Linked DNA regions of Sus scrofa: region 1 is linked to region 2. A link is a contact called in public Hi-C data. All regions are on one chromosome and are shown on one strand. Each heading gives the region's core, a stretch centred on a gene start, on an enhancer-like site or on the middle of the called end of the contact. The rest is flanking DNA. Distances are from core to core; before and after follow the strand shown.

What was found. A called contact is a pair of places that touch in the nucleus more often than the background predicts.
Region 1: a Hi-C map of epiblast stem cells shows a contact between it and region 2, with 1.6 times the contacts expected there. The contact joins the promoter of TINF2 here to the promoter of CBLN3 in region 2. A contact is called at or near these places in 2 of 5 promoter capture datasets (fetal liver and liver), 15 of 47 Hi-C or Micro-C datasets (alveolar macrophages, blood, embryonic fibroblasts and 8 more) and 1 of 2 datasets of contacts at active chromatin or transcription factors (alveolar macrophages).

The regions. Positions count from the first base shown.
Region 1 is chr7:75,052,846-75,059,677 of Sscrofa11.1, forward strand. It overlaps TINF2 (TERF1-interacting nuclear factor 2), which reads left to right and starts at 3,946. Exons shown (of 8, transcript XR_002345917.1): 1 at 3,946-4,490; 2 at 4,633-4,737; 3 at 4,857-4,958; 4 at 5,037-6,147; 5 at 6,234-6,301; 6 at 6,408-6,505.
Region 2 is chr7:74,861,603-74,868,784 of Sscrofa11.1, forward strand. CBLN3 (cerebellin 3 precursor) reads left to right here and starts at 4,329. Exons shown (of 3, transcript NM_001112680.1): 1 at 4,329-4,733; 2 at 5,030-5,149; 3 at 5,504-6,841. The coding sequence starts at 4,434. The coding sequence ends at 5,701. It overlaps KHNYN (protein KHNYN), which reads right to left. Exons shown (of 8, transcript XM_021099195.1): 2 at 2,466-2,686; 3 at 608-1,707; 4 at 315-445; 5 at 132-228.

The DNA of each region.
Region 1 (6,832 bases), core at 2,696-5,195, 190 kb after region 2:
AACATGGGTGGAGTTCCTGTGTGGCTCATTGGTTGAAGGAGCTGGAGTTGTCACTGCTGCGGCTTGTGTCGCTGCTGTGGCATGGGTTCTATCCCTGGCCCTGAGAACTTCTGCTGCAGGCGTGGCCAAAGAAAAATGGAAAAGAAATTAGGATTTGGGCTGGGGGTCAGGAGACTACAAAGTCTTCTCAATGTGAGAGACAGCCTGAAAGAGGATAACAACAGAATGAAAAAAGGGGCGGGGGAGAGCAATAGGTCTGAAGATTCTTCAGGAGGTAGAATTGACTAGAGTTGGTGAGAGATTAAATTTGGAGAGGAGGGAGGAGAGAGTTAAGGACAGTGGTCTGGGTTTCTGACCATGGTCAAAGAAAGATGCCAAGCAGAAAAATACAAAGCCCAGGAGAAAGAACAAGATTTAAAATGGAAGTTGAAGAGTTCCTGTCGTGGCTCAGTGGCTAACGAATCCAACTAGGAACATGAGGTTGCAGGTTCCATCCCTGACCTTGCTCAGTGGGTTAAGGATCCGGCGTTGCTGTGAGCTGTGGTGTAGGTTGCAGACACAGCTCAGATCCTTCGTTGCTGTTGCTTTGGTGTAGGCCAGCGGCTACAGCTCCAATTAGACCCCTAGCCTGGGAATCTCCATATGCTGCAGGAGCAGCCCCAGAAAAGGAAAAAAAAAAAAAAAAGACAAATAAAACAAAATAAAATGGAAGTTGACTTCTAGTTTTTGGTCTGGCATGTAAGGAGCTTAGACCATTCTCTCTTGTCCTCACAATAAGAAGGATGAACAGAAAATACAAAACTAAGAGAAAATCCTGAACAAAGAACAAAGGTGGCAGGAGGGACATCTTACCTGTAGAGGAGCAAGGATAAGAATTACATTGGACCTCTCAGAGTTCCCATAGTGGCTCAGTGGTTAACGAATCTGACTAAGAACCATGAGGTTGCAGGTTCAAGCCCTGGCCTTGCTCAGTGGGTTAAGGATCCGGCGTTGCTGTGAGCTGCGGTGTAGGCTGGTGGCTATAGCTCCGATTGGACCCCTAGCCTGGGAACCTCCATATGCCGCAGGAGCAGCCCAAGAAATGGCAAAAAAGGCAAAAAAAAAAAAAGAAAAGAAAAAGAAAAAGAAACTATGCAAGAAGAGAGTGCAGTAAATTTATCTTTTTTTACCTTTTTTTTTTCCTACTGTACAGCATGGTGACCCAGTTACACATACATGTATACATTCTTTTTTTTCACATTATCCTGCTCCATCATAAGTGACCATAGTTCCCAGTGCTACACAGCAGGATCTCGTTGCTAATCCATTCCAAAGGCAATAATCTGCATCTGTTAACCCCAAGCTCCCAGTCCATCCCACTCCCTTCCCCTCCCCCTTGGCAACTACCAGTCTATTCTCCAAGACCATGATTTTCTTTTCTGTGGAAACATTCATTTGTGCCGTATATTAGATTCCTGATATAAGTGGTATCATATGGTATTTGTCTTTCTCTTTCTGACTTATTTCACTCAGGATGAGAGTCTCTAGTTCCATCCATGTTGCTGTAAATGGCATTATGTTGTTCTTTTTTATGGCTGAGTAGTATTCCATTGTGTATATATACCACCTCTTCTGAATCCAATCATCTGTCAATGGACATTTGGGTTGTTTCCATGTCTTGGCTATTGTGAATAGTGCTGCAATGAACATGTGGGTGTATGTGTCTTTTTTTTTTTTTTGTCTTTTGTCTTTTGTTGTTGCTATTTCTTGGGCCGCTCCCGCGGCATATGTAGGTTCCCAGGCTAGGGGTTGAATCGGAGCTGTAGCCACCAGCCTACGCCAGAGCCACAGCAACGCGGGATCCGAGCCGCGTCTGCAACCTACACCACAGCTCACGGCAACGCCGGATCGTTAACCCACTGAACAAGGGCAGGGATCGAACCCGCAACCTCATGGTTCCTAGTCGGATTCGTTAACCACTGCGCCACGACGGGAACTCCTGTATGTGTCTTTTTTAAGGAAAGTTTTGTCCAGATATATGCCCAAGAGTGGGACTGCTGGGTCATACGGGAGTTCTATGCATAGTTTTCTAAGATACCTCCATACTGTTCTCCATAGTGGTTGTACCAGTTTACATTCCCACCAACAGTGCAGGAGGGTTCTCTTTTCTCCACACCCCCTCCAGCATTTATTTGTGGACTTACTAATGATGGCCATTCTGACTGGAGTGAGGTGGTATCTCAGGGTAGTTTTGATTTGCATTTCTCTAATAATCAGTGATGTTGAGCATTGTTTCAAGTGCTTGTTGGCCATCTGTATATCTTCCTTGGAGAAATATCTATTCCGGTCTTTTGCCCATTTTTCCATTGGGTTGTTGGCTTTTTTGCTGTTGAGTTGTATAAGTTGTGTGGAGTGCAGTAAATTTAAAGTGCTGAAGGAAAAAAGCCCACCAACCTAGACTTCTGTATATATCAAAATTATGTCTCAAAAGTGAAATATAACTAGAATTTCATACATGTCTGATCTGGGTACTTCGGGACCTCCAACTAGATGCCCCCTGGGCAGCTGAATATGTGGGGCACCTCAGAAGACTGATCTTAAGTGGAGACGGTGGGGAGCCATTATATCTAGGAAAGGAGATGCCCCAAAGAAAGGGTAATTTCACTAAACCCCTGTAAGGCAGTCAGAGAAGGTAATTAATTCAATCAACAGAAAATGTACATTGTGTGCAGAGGTTCTGTTCCTGGCAATGGAAATGAGAGGCACCAGAAACTGTGACAAGGAGAAAGACAAGTAAAACAGTCATTTACATTAGGGGACTGACTGTAGCAAGTGCGCGGAAGCAATTTGAAAAAGAAAATCTATTTTTATTATTTACTTTAGCACTTCATGATTAAAAAAGAAAAGATAGCAAACATAGAAAACATAGAATATTACCTAGTCTCACCATCTAGAGAAAAACAGGGTAACAATCTGATGTATCTTTTTTTTTTTTTTTGTCTTTTGTCTTTTTTTTTGTTGTTGTTGTTGCTATTTCTTGGGCCGCTCCCGGGGCATATGGAGGTTCCCAGGCTAGGGGTCGAATCGGAGCTGTAGCCACCGGCCTACGCCAGAGCCACAGCAACGCGGGATCCGAGCCGCGTCTGCGATCTACACCACAGCTCACGGCAACGCCGGATCGTCAACCCACTGAGCAAGGGCAGGGACCGAACCCACAACCTCATGGTTCCTAGTCGGATTCGTTAACCACTGCGCCACGACGGGAACTCCTGATGTATCTTTTTAAACTTTGTTTTCGGGTTTGTTTTTGTTTGTTTGGTTGGATTTCCTTTGCTTTTTTAGGGCCACACCCGTGGCATATGGAAGTTCTCAGGCTAGGGGTCGAATGGGAGCTACCGCTGCTGGCCTCCACCACACCCACAGCAACGCTAGATCTGAGGCGCGTCTGCAACCTACAGCAAAGCTCAAGGCAACTGACCCTCAACCCACTAAGCAGGGTCAAGGATCGAACCTGCATCCTCAAGCATACTAGTCAGGTCCGTAACCCGCTGAACCACACCAGGAACTCCCTGTATTTTATTTTTTAAAGGCGGGCGCCCTCTTCTGTTCTGTGAAAGGAAGAACAGTTGAATTCTTAATGGCAGCGGCGCGCCGCCGGGAAAGGCTTTGCAGGCGCTGGTTTGGGTGCCGGGATTTAAGGAATCGTATTTGAGAGGTGAAGACAATGGAGAAAGGAAGTGGCATAGACCTCCTTCAAAGACCAAAAAGCTAGACCTCAAAGAAAGACGTGACTTCTCTATATGCTCCGCAAAAAAACACCGAGGCCAGGGGCGGGACCCAAAACTGCACTCGCCACCACCCACCGGCCGTCAGCAGAGCAGGTCACAGTGGGCGGGAGCCGGCAGCGGCGCAGCCGGATCTGCGGGGGCGTGGCCTTATGACGCGACGTCACGTCTCCTCTGCCTGAAGGCCCATTGGTTCTCCACTGCCACCCTTTTCCGGGGTAGGGAAACTGGTGGCAGAGCCGAAGCGAGGTAGCCGTCCGGTTAGAGACTGCGGCGGCGTCTAAGACACAGCAACCTGGTGCCAGTGTAGCTGGCCAGCTTCTCCATTCGGGCTGCATCCAGAGTTGGGGAAAAAAACCCTAGAATTCTAGTGACCCACGGGAGGGTGTGGACTCAGATCGCGAACTATGCGGCGCAGACCAAAATAGCGGAGTCGGAGGGCCACCGGAAGCCCCACCCCTAGGAGGAGTCGCGAAGCCTCGCCTTGGAGGTAGGAACCAAAAGGGACGGCCCCTGGGGTGGAGCCCGCCGGCCATGGCCGCGCCCCCGGAGGCTGGTCCCGCAGCCCTGCGCTTCGCAGCCGCAGCCAGCTGGCAAGTTGTGCGCGGACGGCGCGTGGAGCATTTTCCGCGAGTATTGGAGTTTCTGCGATCCCTGCGCGCTGCTGCCCCTGGCTTGGTTCGCTACCGGCACCATGAACGCCTGTGTATGGGCCTAAAGGCCAAGGTATTGGAGTCAGTAGGACCTGGTTGAGGGGAAAGGGGAGGGATACGAGGTCCTCTGCTGGACCGACCGCTCTGGAGTGGGACTGGTTGGAAAAGGGTAGCTTGCCCCGACGTGGGGATTCTGAGCTCAGTATTCTTCACAGCTGGTGGTGGAGCTGATCCTGCAGGGCCGGCCTTGGGCCCAGGTTCTGAATGCCCTGAATCACCACTTCCCAGAGTCTGGACCTGTGGTGCGGGACCCCAAAGCCGTGAGTCGTCCCTGGAAGAAGCCCTACCCCCAGTTAACACTTAGGGCAGCACAGTTGCTCCTCCTTCCTGTCACTGGTCCTGATGTCCCTAACTTGTTTGCTTTCCTTACTCCCAACAGACAAAGCAGGATCTGAGGAAAATCTCAGAGGCCCAGGAAACCTTTTGCCAGCAGGTGAAGCAACTAGCAAAGGATTCTGTTGATTTGGCTTCGAACCTACAGGTGGGACTGGCAGCTTTGGAAGCTATGGTGTAGCTTTTTCTTTAGTCCTTTTCTGACCTGCTTCTTTCCTTCCTGCAGGGACTTGAGCAAGAGTATGGGGAAACTTTCCTGGCTGCCATGGAAAAGCTGTTTTTTGAATACTTGTGTCAGCTGGAAAAAGCACTGCCTACACTGCAGGCACAGCAGGTTTCTGGGAACAAAACACATTAAGGGTAGAATGTGGGTGGTTGTGTCAAGGACTGTGGTCTTTATGCCTCTCTTCTCCTTGCCCACAGCTTCAGGATGTGCTGAATTGGATGCAGCCTGGAGCTTCTGTCACTTCTTTTGTCCTGAGCCAGTATGTTGTGGACATGGGGTGGCCACCTCCAGGTACCAGGACCATCTCTGAAAACTAAGAATTTGGGGGTGGAATGTCTAGCCTGAGACTTTTTTTTTTTTTTTTTTGTCTTTTTTGCCTTTTCTAGGGCTGCTTCCGCGGCATATGGAGATTCCCAGGCTAGGGTCTAATCAGAAATATAGCCACCAGCCTACGCCAGAGCCACAGCAACACGGGATCCGAGCCGCACCTGCAACCTACAGCACAGGTCAAGGCTACGCTCATCCCATTGAGCGAGGCCAGGGATCGAACCTGCAATCTCATGGTTCCTAGTCGGATTCCTTAACCACTGAGCCAGGAGGGGAACTCCAGTAGGTTGCCTTTTTAAGCAGCTCTGCTTGCTTTTTCAGAGTGCTCTGCTACTGACTCAGCGACCACCTCAGAGCCCATGGGGCAGAGTCCTCCTCAGCAGCCAAGACCAGCACTCGACAACCCTCTGCCAAAAGCCCAGCCTGGCCCACACCTTCCACAGGGACCAATCTCAAGGAAGCACCCAGAACCTCTGGCTGGCCACCACTTCAATCTGGCCCCTCTAGGCCGGCGAAGAATCCAGTCTCGGTGGGCATCCACTAGCGGAGGCCATAAGGAGCGCCCCACAGTTATGCTGTTCCCCTTTAGGAATCTGGGTTCACCAACACAAGTCATATCTAAGCCTGAAAACAGGGAAGAACATGGGACACACATGGCAGATCCAGCAGGTGCAGTGGGCACCAGAGCGGCCTCTGCTGGCAAGTCTAGGAGTCCATCCAAGACCCTGGGGGGAAGGGCTCTGAAGGAGAACCCAATTGACCTGTCTGCCTCAGAGCAAAAGGAGTGAGTAGACCAGTTGTTTCTCCCTCCTAGTGGCACATTCCCTGCCTGCTTTCCCTTCACCCTGTCTTTGTTTGCTCTCGCCTCAGGAACTGCTTGGATTGCCCCATGGGCCCCCTGAGACTGTCATTATCACCTCCGAGGGCCAGGAAGCCAGGTAGGTCATCCTGAGTCAGGACCGGGTCAGACAGCCCCTTCTCTTGGAGACTCGAGGGTCGATGTTCACCGAGAAGAGTACTTGGACTCTGGTTTCCTCCCTGCAGCGTGTCCTCCGTCTCTGTGCAGCTCTGACATTACCATAGGGGACCTGGTTTTGGACTCGGAGGAGGAGGAGGAGGAAAATGGCCCGAGAGAAGGAAAGGTGAGTAGGAAGCAATGGAAAGCTGGGGGAGGCAGGGGCGCTTAGTGGCAGAACCAAGCAGAAAGCCACATGGTCTGGAGGACAGGGGCTCAGGGCATGTCTCAGTGATGATAGGATGTCCCTGCTCCCTTCTCTGCAGGAATCTCTGGAAAACTATCAGAAGACAAAGTTTGACACCCTGATCCCCACCTTCTGTGAATACCTCCCCCCTTCTGACCCCAGTGCTGAGTCTGTCCCTTTCCCTGACCATATAGACAGTTCTAGACTCCTACGATAGGACTGGCGTGCTCGCGGCACTCAGCCAGTTCCTTCCTCCTCAGTTCTGCA
Region 2 (7,182 bases), core at 3,079-5,578:
AGAGGCTGGCCCTTTTCCCACGACTCAGGTCTATGGACAGTGTGAAGGGTCAGGAGCCTCTGTTGTCTCTCATTCAGTCTCCCATTGGGCTCCTTGGATCTGGAGCCTGTGGCCAAGAGAGAAGCGAGTACCTGTCGTCATAGGAGGAGATCCTCTTGCCATCCAAGACCCGGGAGGGAGTGAGGGAGAGCAGGCTGAGGGAATACAGCTTGTGCAGGAAATGACCCTCTAAAGAAAGAGAGGCGCATAATGGGGTTATCTTCAAGGTGGAAGCGGGACCCATCCCCGGACACAAAAGACCAGGCCCAACTCACCTCTGACCTTGGAGTCCTTACTGAAGCGCCACTGAGGCACAAAGACGGTGATGTCTCGGTGGCCTCGGTCCCAGAAGTACTGCACAGCAATGGCAATGCCCCGGCTGGAGAAGTAGTGCTGGAGGCCATGCCTGCAGTGGGAAGAGGTCAGCACTCTGGGGCCCCAGAGTGGGGGCACGGCAATCTGGCTGGATTGCACCCCCTGCTCAGCGCATATCCCCAAGGTGAACAAAACTGCTCGTTTCACCATCCCATCCCCTTCCCCAGGACTCTCAGCCCCACCAGGTACTCACACCATGGCCACGTTGCTGCCGTCGATGACAATATGGCGGAGGTCTGGTTGGCCCGGCACGTTGGCAAGGCACAGGGTGAAGGGGTCCTGGAGGGCCTCCTGGAAACGCTGCGTGCCGGTCACCAAGTTGCCCCCCCGGGTGCCTCGTTTCCATGGAGACCCCCGACCTCGAGCCACAACCTGCTGCTTGTCTGCCCTGTCCCCTCGGTCTCCACAGTGCCACGGGGGTTCAGGCGCAGGTGGGGGGCTGGGCACTCTGGGCGGTGAGGCTTTCCCATTATGGAGCCGCTGGAGGAGGGAGGCTCCCCTGGGCTGAGCTGCCTTCTGACAGGGGCCCTGGGCACCAGGAGGCTCACCCTGGACCCAGAACCTTCCCTTTTCCTGAGGTACCCCCTCCTTCCCCAGGGCCTTCCCCTTCAGGGGCGCTGCCTGCCCTGCCTCTCCTCCTCCTATCTGTGACCCAAAGGCCCCTTGTCTCTCCCAGGTCTCTTCCCTGGGAAGCTCCTTCCACCCCAAGTCCGTCTCCCTGGGAGCACCCTGCTTTTCTCTCTCCTTCTCCAGAGCATGTCTCTCGTCCCTTGACTCTCGCCACCCTGTTGGGCCTGTGTCCAGGGACTCCCTGCCTTCACTCAGGGGAGTCCTGACTTCCTGGTGCAATCCTGGGCTGCCCTGCTCCCAGGATGGGAATGCTTGGGGCCCCTGCCCCCTGGAGGCCTCCTGCACCAGGCTCAGCAGTTCCTCCTGGATGGCCAGGGGCAGCTGCAGCAGGGCCTCTGTGTAGGCATCCACCCGGGACTGCAGCAGGGCAGAGAAGTCTCTCAGAACTCCAGCACACTGAGAAGCTCCAGGGGACGGCCCTGGCAGAAACTCCCAGCTCAACCGCTCCACCAGCTCCTCCACTCGGCTCTGGACCATGACGAAGGCCTCAGTCAGGCCACTGACCATCAGAGAACCGGGTGCCCCAGGCACCAGATGGGCTGATGTGCTCCAGGCCAGGCAATCAAGGAAGAAGCCCTGGGCTCCTAGGAAGATGCAGTGCAGTTTGGGTGGGTAGTGGATTTCATTCTGCAGCTCCGGGTTGCAGAGACCCTTCAAGTACTCCTGGGGGAAGGAGAGAAAGAAGGAGACTGCTGGAATCCTAAGTGGCTCAATGGCCCATTGCTCTCCCCTGAGCTCCAGTTGACAGCCTAGGGCTGAAATTCCATTTAGAACTTGATTCAACTTAAGATACTGTTATAATTAATTGGTAAAAAAAAAAAAAAAAAAAAAAAAAGGCTGTCTCTTCCAAACATTTATGTGTGTGTATATGTGTGTTGTACATTTCCATCATAATGACCATCATTGCTAACTTTTACTGAACTGATGCTTTACATGCTTCATCTCATTCACAATAAATCCAGTGAGGTGGTTACTATTATTATTCACATTTTATAGATAAAGAAACTGAAACTAGGACCACAAGGATGGTATTTGGTGTTGGCGCCTTACAGGAAGCCCGGACTAATTCCAACAGAAGAAATGTGGCCTCCACCCCACAGTGAATTCCTTGGTGGGGCCTGCTGGCCCAACCAGATTATCTCTAACTTTCGAAGAGAACAAACTGATGCGAACTGAATTACTTATCCCCGAGCCCTAGCAGAACCTTTGTAGTAAGAGCAGAAATGAAACCAAAACTCCAGACAAATAGAGTCCGGAAGTCCCTCAGAGCTCAGGGCCAGTGAGACAAACAAGGAGTGGAGATCCTTCCCAGCCCCTCCTCTCTTCTGCCCTCACTGGGGGGCAAGGGGGAGAGGGAGTCCTGGTTCCCCCCTCCCCCCGGGGGGAGGCCTGGGGGGGGAGGGTCAGGGAGAGGTGTTCACCTTGGCTCTGCTGGCGTTCTCCTTGGGGCCCTCCAGCTGCAGCCAGATGTGAGGGTTCTCGGGACAGTCCTTGGGGAGGACGCTCATCCCCACCCTGAAGATGCGTTCCACATGGGGCTGTTGCTCCCGCACCTTGTCCTCGGCCTCCGCAGACACGGCAAAGCGGTCAGGGGACGAGGAGCCAGCCCCCCAGGTAGGCATGGCTGCTTGGCCGCCCAGCCCTGTAAAGAGGGAAAGCAGCTCAGAGCCAGGATGTCCCTTCAACCCAAATCTTTGTTTCCTGGCCTACACCAGCTATCAACAGGTCCTCAGCCAGTTACCAAACTGGTAAACAACCCAGGCGGCAGCCAGCATTTCAGTCCACCTGGAGGGTAGGAAGGGGATGTCAGATTATCTGGACGCAAGGGCCTTCCTCCCGAAGACGAAGTCATGGATAAACAAGGCTGTCTCTCTGGGAGGGGTGTGTGGCCTCTGGAAAATGATAACCACAGCCGGGAGCAGGGTGGGGGGAATCCCGCTGGATCTGGAGGGCAGGAGTGGGACGGGTGACGAAAGAGCCCCTCTCCTCGGGGTCTCTGCGATCTCCCGGTCCAAGACGGCCTCTTAAAGACGAATCCTCACCAGGGCTTAAACTGGGCTGTCCTCTGGGGTCCCTTGTCAGCCATTTCCAAGGTTCTGGCCACTCCCACCCTTCGCCCTCCCTCCGCCGCCTGGTCCGCTGCACCCATCGGTCTCGCCACACTCCCCACGCGGGGCCCAGGGGCCGGGTTGGGCCCCGCCCCCGCAGCCGCTGGCGGCTGCCGCCCCCCGACTGCGCTCTGCACTGCGGCCTCTGGCTCCCGCGGTCCGGGCGCGGGGGAGAGCGCGCCTACCCGCCTCGCCGCCCTCTGCGGCCTCAGTCCCGCCGGCGCCGCTCGGTGCCCGCTGGCCCCAGCTTCGCCTGCGCCCCCGGCCCAGGGAAGAAGAGCTGGGGGCCCAAATCTGGGCGGGCCTTTCCGATTCCTCACCCAACGGGGACCTCTCTTCCCCACATCACGAACAGTTTTTTGAGTCACTTCCTGGCCCGGGGCGGAGCCAGCTCGGCCCCTCCCAGGGGCTAGGCCAGCCCTGAGCCCCAGCGCGCACCCGCTGGGACCAGCCGCAGGCTGCTCCTCGCCCCCGGGCCTGGCCCCGCCCCCGGCCTACCCGCCCCGCCCCGTCCCGTCCCGGGCCCGCCCACCCTCCCGCTCCAACTCCTAGACTCCCTGGGGGGTCAAGGTCTCCCGTTCCTCTGGGTTTTCAGCCGCTCCGCGCAGTTGTTTCTCAGGAATGAGGAACCACTCTTGGAGAGATGGAAGTGAAGGGGGCCTCGTCCCTTCGGATGAAGATATAGAAGACCAAGGAAAGGAAGAGACTGGCCCAGGGTCACGGAATAGTGCCCCTGTTCGCCTGCGCACTTTCCACCAAAACAGTTGTGGGGAAAACACTAGGATACTCCCTTTTCCAACAGTGGAAAAAATGCTGCTAAGCGGGCTGTTGATTTGTGAAGGATTTTAAAGAGGGGAGGAGTGAGCAGGAGGAAGGGGCTGTAGAATTGGTCTCACACATATGCACAAACACACACTCAGAATCTCACACAGTCACCCGTGTTCTTTGTCGCCCCAGTTCCAGCCTTCAGTGCTCTTGAGGGGGCTGCCCTGGGGATCTGGCTGAAGCCCTCCCATCTGGCTGCCTCATTTCTCCTCTCCCTCCCAGAGCCCAACTGCTGTCATTTTGTGCCCTGCCAAGGAGGAGGGACCTGCAGTGACAGCAGGAGAGGCAGGACAGAGTTGTGGGGCACGAGAGGGATGGAGATGCCAAGACCAGGTGACCATGAGTCCCAGAGAGAAGACTGAGAAGCAGGGTGAGGGGTGCTGAGAGTCTGTGGCAGAGGAGGGCAAAACCAAGGAGCAGAAAGAGGAGGCTTGGGGGTCACAGAGCCACTCAGCCATGCTGGGAGCAAAGCAACACTGGCCACCAGGTCCTCCACTCAGCCCTGGGCTGCCCTTGGCCCTGACTCTTCTGGTTCTCAGGGCCGGGTGGGCCCAAGAGGGGACAGAGCCAGTCCTCCTGGAAGGCGAGTGCCTGGTGGTCTGTGAGCCGGGCCGAGCTGCTGCAGGGGGTCCCGGGGGAGCAGCCCTGGGAGAAGCACCCCCTGGAAGAGTGGCATTTGCTGCAGTCCGAAGCCACCACCATGAGCCAGCAGGGGAAATCAGCAACGGCACGGGTGGAGCCATCTACTTCGACCAGGTAATCCCCCTCCCCTGCAAAGACCTGGAAGCACTGTCCAAGCCCGCTCTGCTGCTAAGGAAACAGCCCCTGCTGTGGCTGGTTGCCCCCAAGCCTGCTGCCCTTCTCCCTTCCCTTCACTCCCCCCATACCCTCCTTGACCTTTCTCACCATTTCTTTTGAACCCAGGCATTCCTCCTGTCCTGTCTGCTTGTCACCCCTTCCTTTCCTTACTCGCTGCCCCTTTCCCCAACCCCGTGGTTTCCCTGAGCCCCAGGCATCCCTGAGCCCTACTCAGCAGGGTCTGCTTCCCACAGGTCCTGGTGAACGAGGGCGGTGGCTTTGACCGAGCCTCAGGCTCCTTCGTGGCCCCTGTCCGAGGTGTCTACAGCTTCCGGTTCCATGTGGTGAAGGTGTACAACCGCCAAACTGTCCAGGTGACCTGAATACTAGGCCCTGTCCTATCTCCAACTCCTGGGGCGGAGGGCGGGGGGGTCAGGGTAAGAGGAGGGGAAATAAGTGGAGCCCAGCTGACCCCCAGGCAGACCTCCATTGACCTGTGTCCTGGGAGGCCAAGAGCAAGGGGGGAACGGACCTACCTAACAGAGCGTGTGATAGAGGTCCAGAGTCCAACATGGGCCACCCCGCAGCCCTCCCAGGTGGGTGCACTGTCCAGGTTCCCAGGTATTAGCGTGTCCCTCTGGGGCTGGAGAGAAGGGAGAAAGCCCTCAAGAGAGTGGGGTCCTGGGGCGAGGGGCAGGGACAGGTGCTAACTGGGCTTCCCTCTGCAGGTAAGCCTGATGCTGAACACATGGCCTGTCGTCTCGGCCTTTGCCAATGACCCAGACGTGACCCGGGAGGCAGCCACCAGTTCTGTGCTACTGCCCCTGGATCCTGGGGACCGGGTGTCTCTGCGCCTGCGTCGAGGGAACCTACTCGGTGGCTGGAAATATTCGAGCTTCTCTGGCTTCCTCATTTTCCCACTCTGAGGGCTGAAGCTTTTCAAAGACAGAAATCTAGCCCCTGACCTCTGCCCTCTACCCTTTCCTGCCCCAGAAGCAGTCTCTTTAGGGCAGGAGAAAGACTCCCTCTGGCTGCCTTTATTCCACTGCCTTGCATGGGACCCTGTGCCAAACATCCAAGGTGAGGAGTAGAGCTGCAGTGTCTTGGGACCTGTCCCTCTTACCCCACCCCCACAGTTGCCTCCCAGCCTCCCACTGCCTTGATTTCTGCCTGCAGCCCTAGAATCAGAGCAAGATTTTCCAGGGAGGGAGGCGTAGACTACTTTGCAGTCTCTGCTTCCTGTCCTCCACCCCCAACCCAGCTTCCCGCTCAGTGCTATTTGGGAACAGGTGGTACAGGTGAGCCTGACAGGCCCCTACAGGGGACCAGATGGACCAGCTTCAGCATATCCGGCAGGCTCCTTCCTGTGAGGAGTGCCAGCATCACAAATCATACTCAGAAGCTGAGCCAGCACTGCGAGGACTAGGGCCAGAGGCTTAGCCACCAGCAGATGCATGGTAAGGGCCACAGAGCAGCCCAGAGCCTGTAGCTGGTAAGGCAGGAAGGGGGCGTGCCCTCAGCCTGAACATGGTACACATTTTTTTGTGTACATTGGAGCCACCAGCAGATAGTGAACCCCAGGCATTTATCTGTGCCAGATCCCAGGTGGACTCTGCCCCTCACCTCCCCATCCAAGACATGGATATATGTTTGCTTTGGCAGAGAGCAGGTAAACAGAGCTTCCTTTGGCAGCTGGAGGTGGAGGCAGGTCACATGTGGGCAAGTATAGATCTCCAGGCCATGGAACACATCAATGCCTGTGGCCGCCTCCTAGAACTGCTCCATCTATGTAGTCGGAACTTTCATCACTCCATGCTCTCCCCATCACCTCCTTCCTCCCAGCTCTCTCAGTGACCTTCACTGTAGCTGTTCTACACTGACCTGCAACGTCTCCTCTTTCTCTTAATTTGTGCCGTCTTAGTCTCCTTCCTAAACTTCCTATTACCTTGGATGCCATGATTCATCCCTTCAGCCACTCTCCTGCCAGTATTAAAAAACTTGTGTCACCTCTCTGTCCCATTGGCCCAGCATGGATGAATCTATCAATAAAGTAATTAGAGAATGATGGTCAATGAGACCCTATAGGATCACTAGAGAGAGAAGATGCCATCACAATTGGGTTCAGGGGTTACAAGAGACCAGCAGGTATATGTTGTAGAGAAAATAAATGTAAATTCATATGTTAGAGTCAAATTTAAAAAAAAGGATTTGGTAGTACTTGAGTTAAAGAGGAAATACCAATGTGAGTTTGTGGTTTCCAAAAGAAATAACTTTTTCAAATTTTGTCACTAAAGTAGTGTAGGAACAACATCAGGAAAAATCTAATATGCATTCTTAGCACCTGGATCTTTGCCTCAACTATTATTCACCTTTAAAAGGACTCACGGTCCCTTGGAGAATAGCTCAT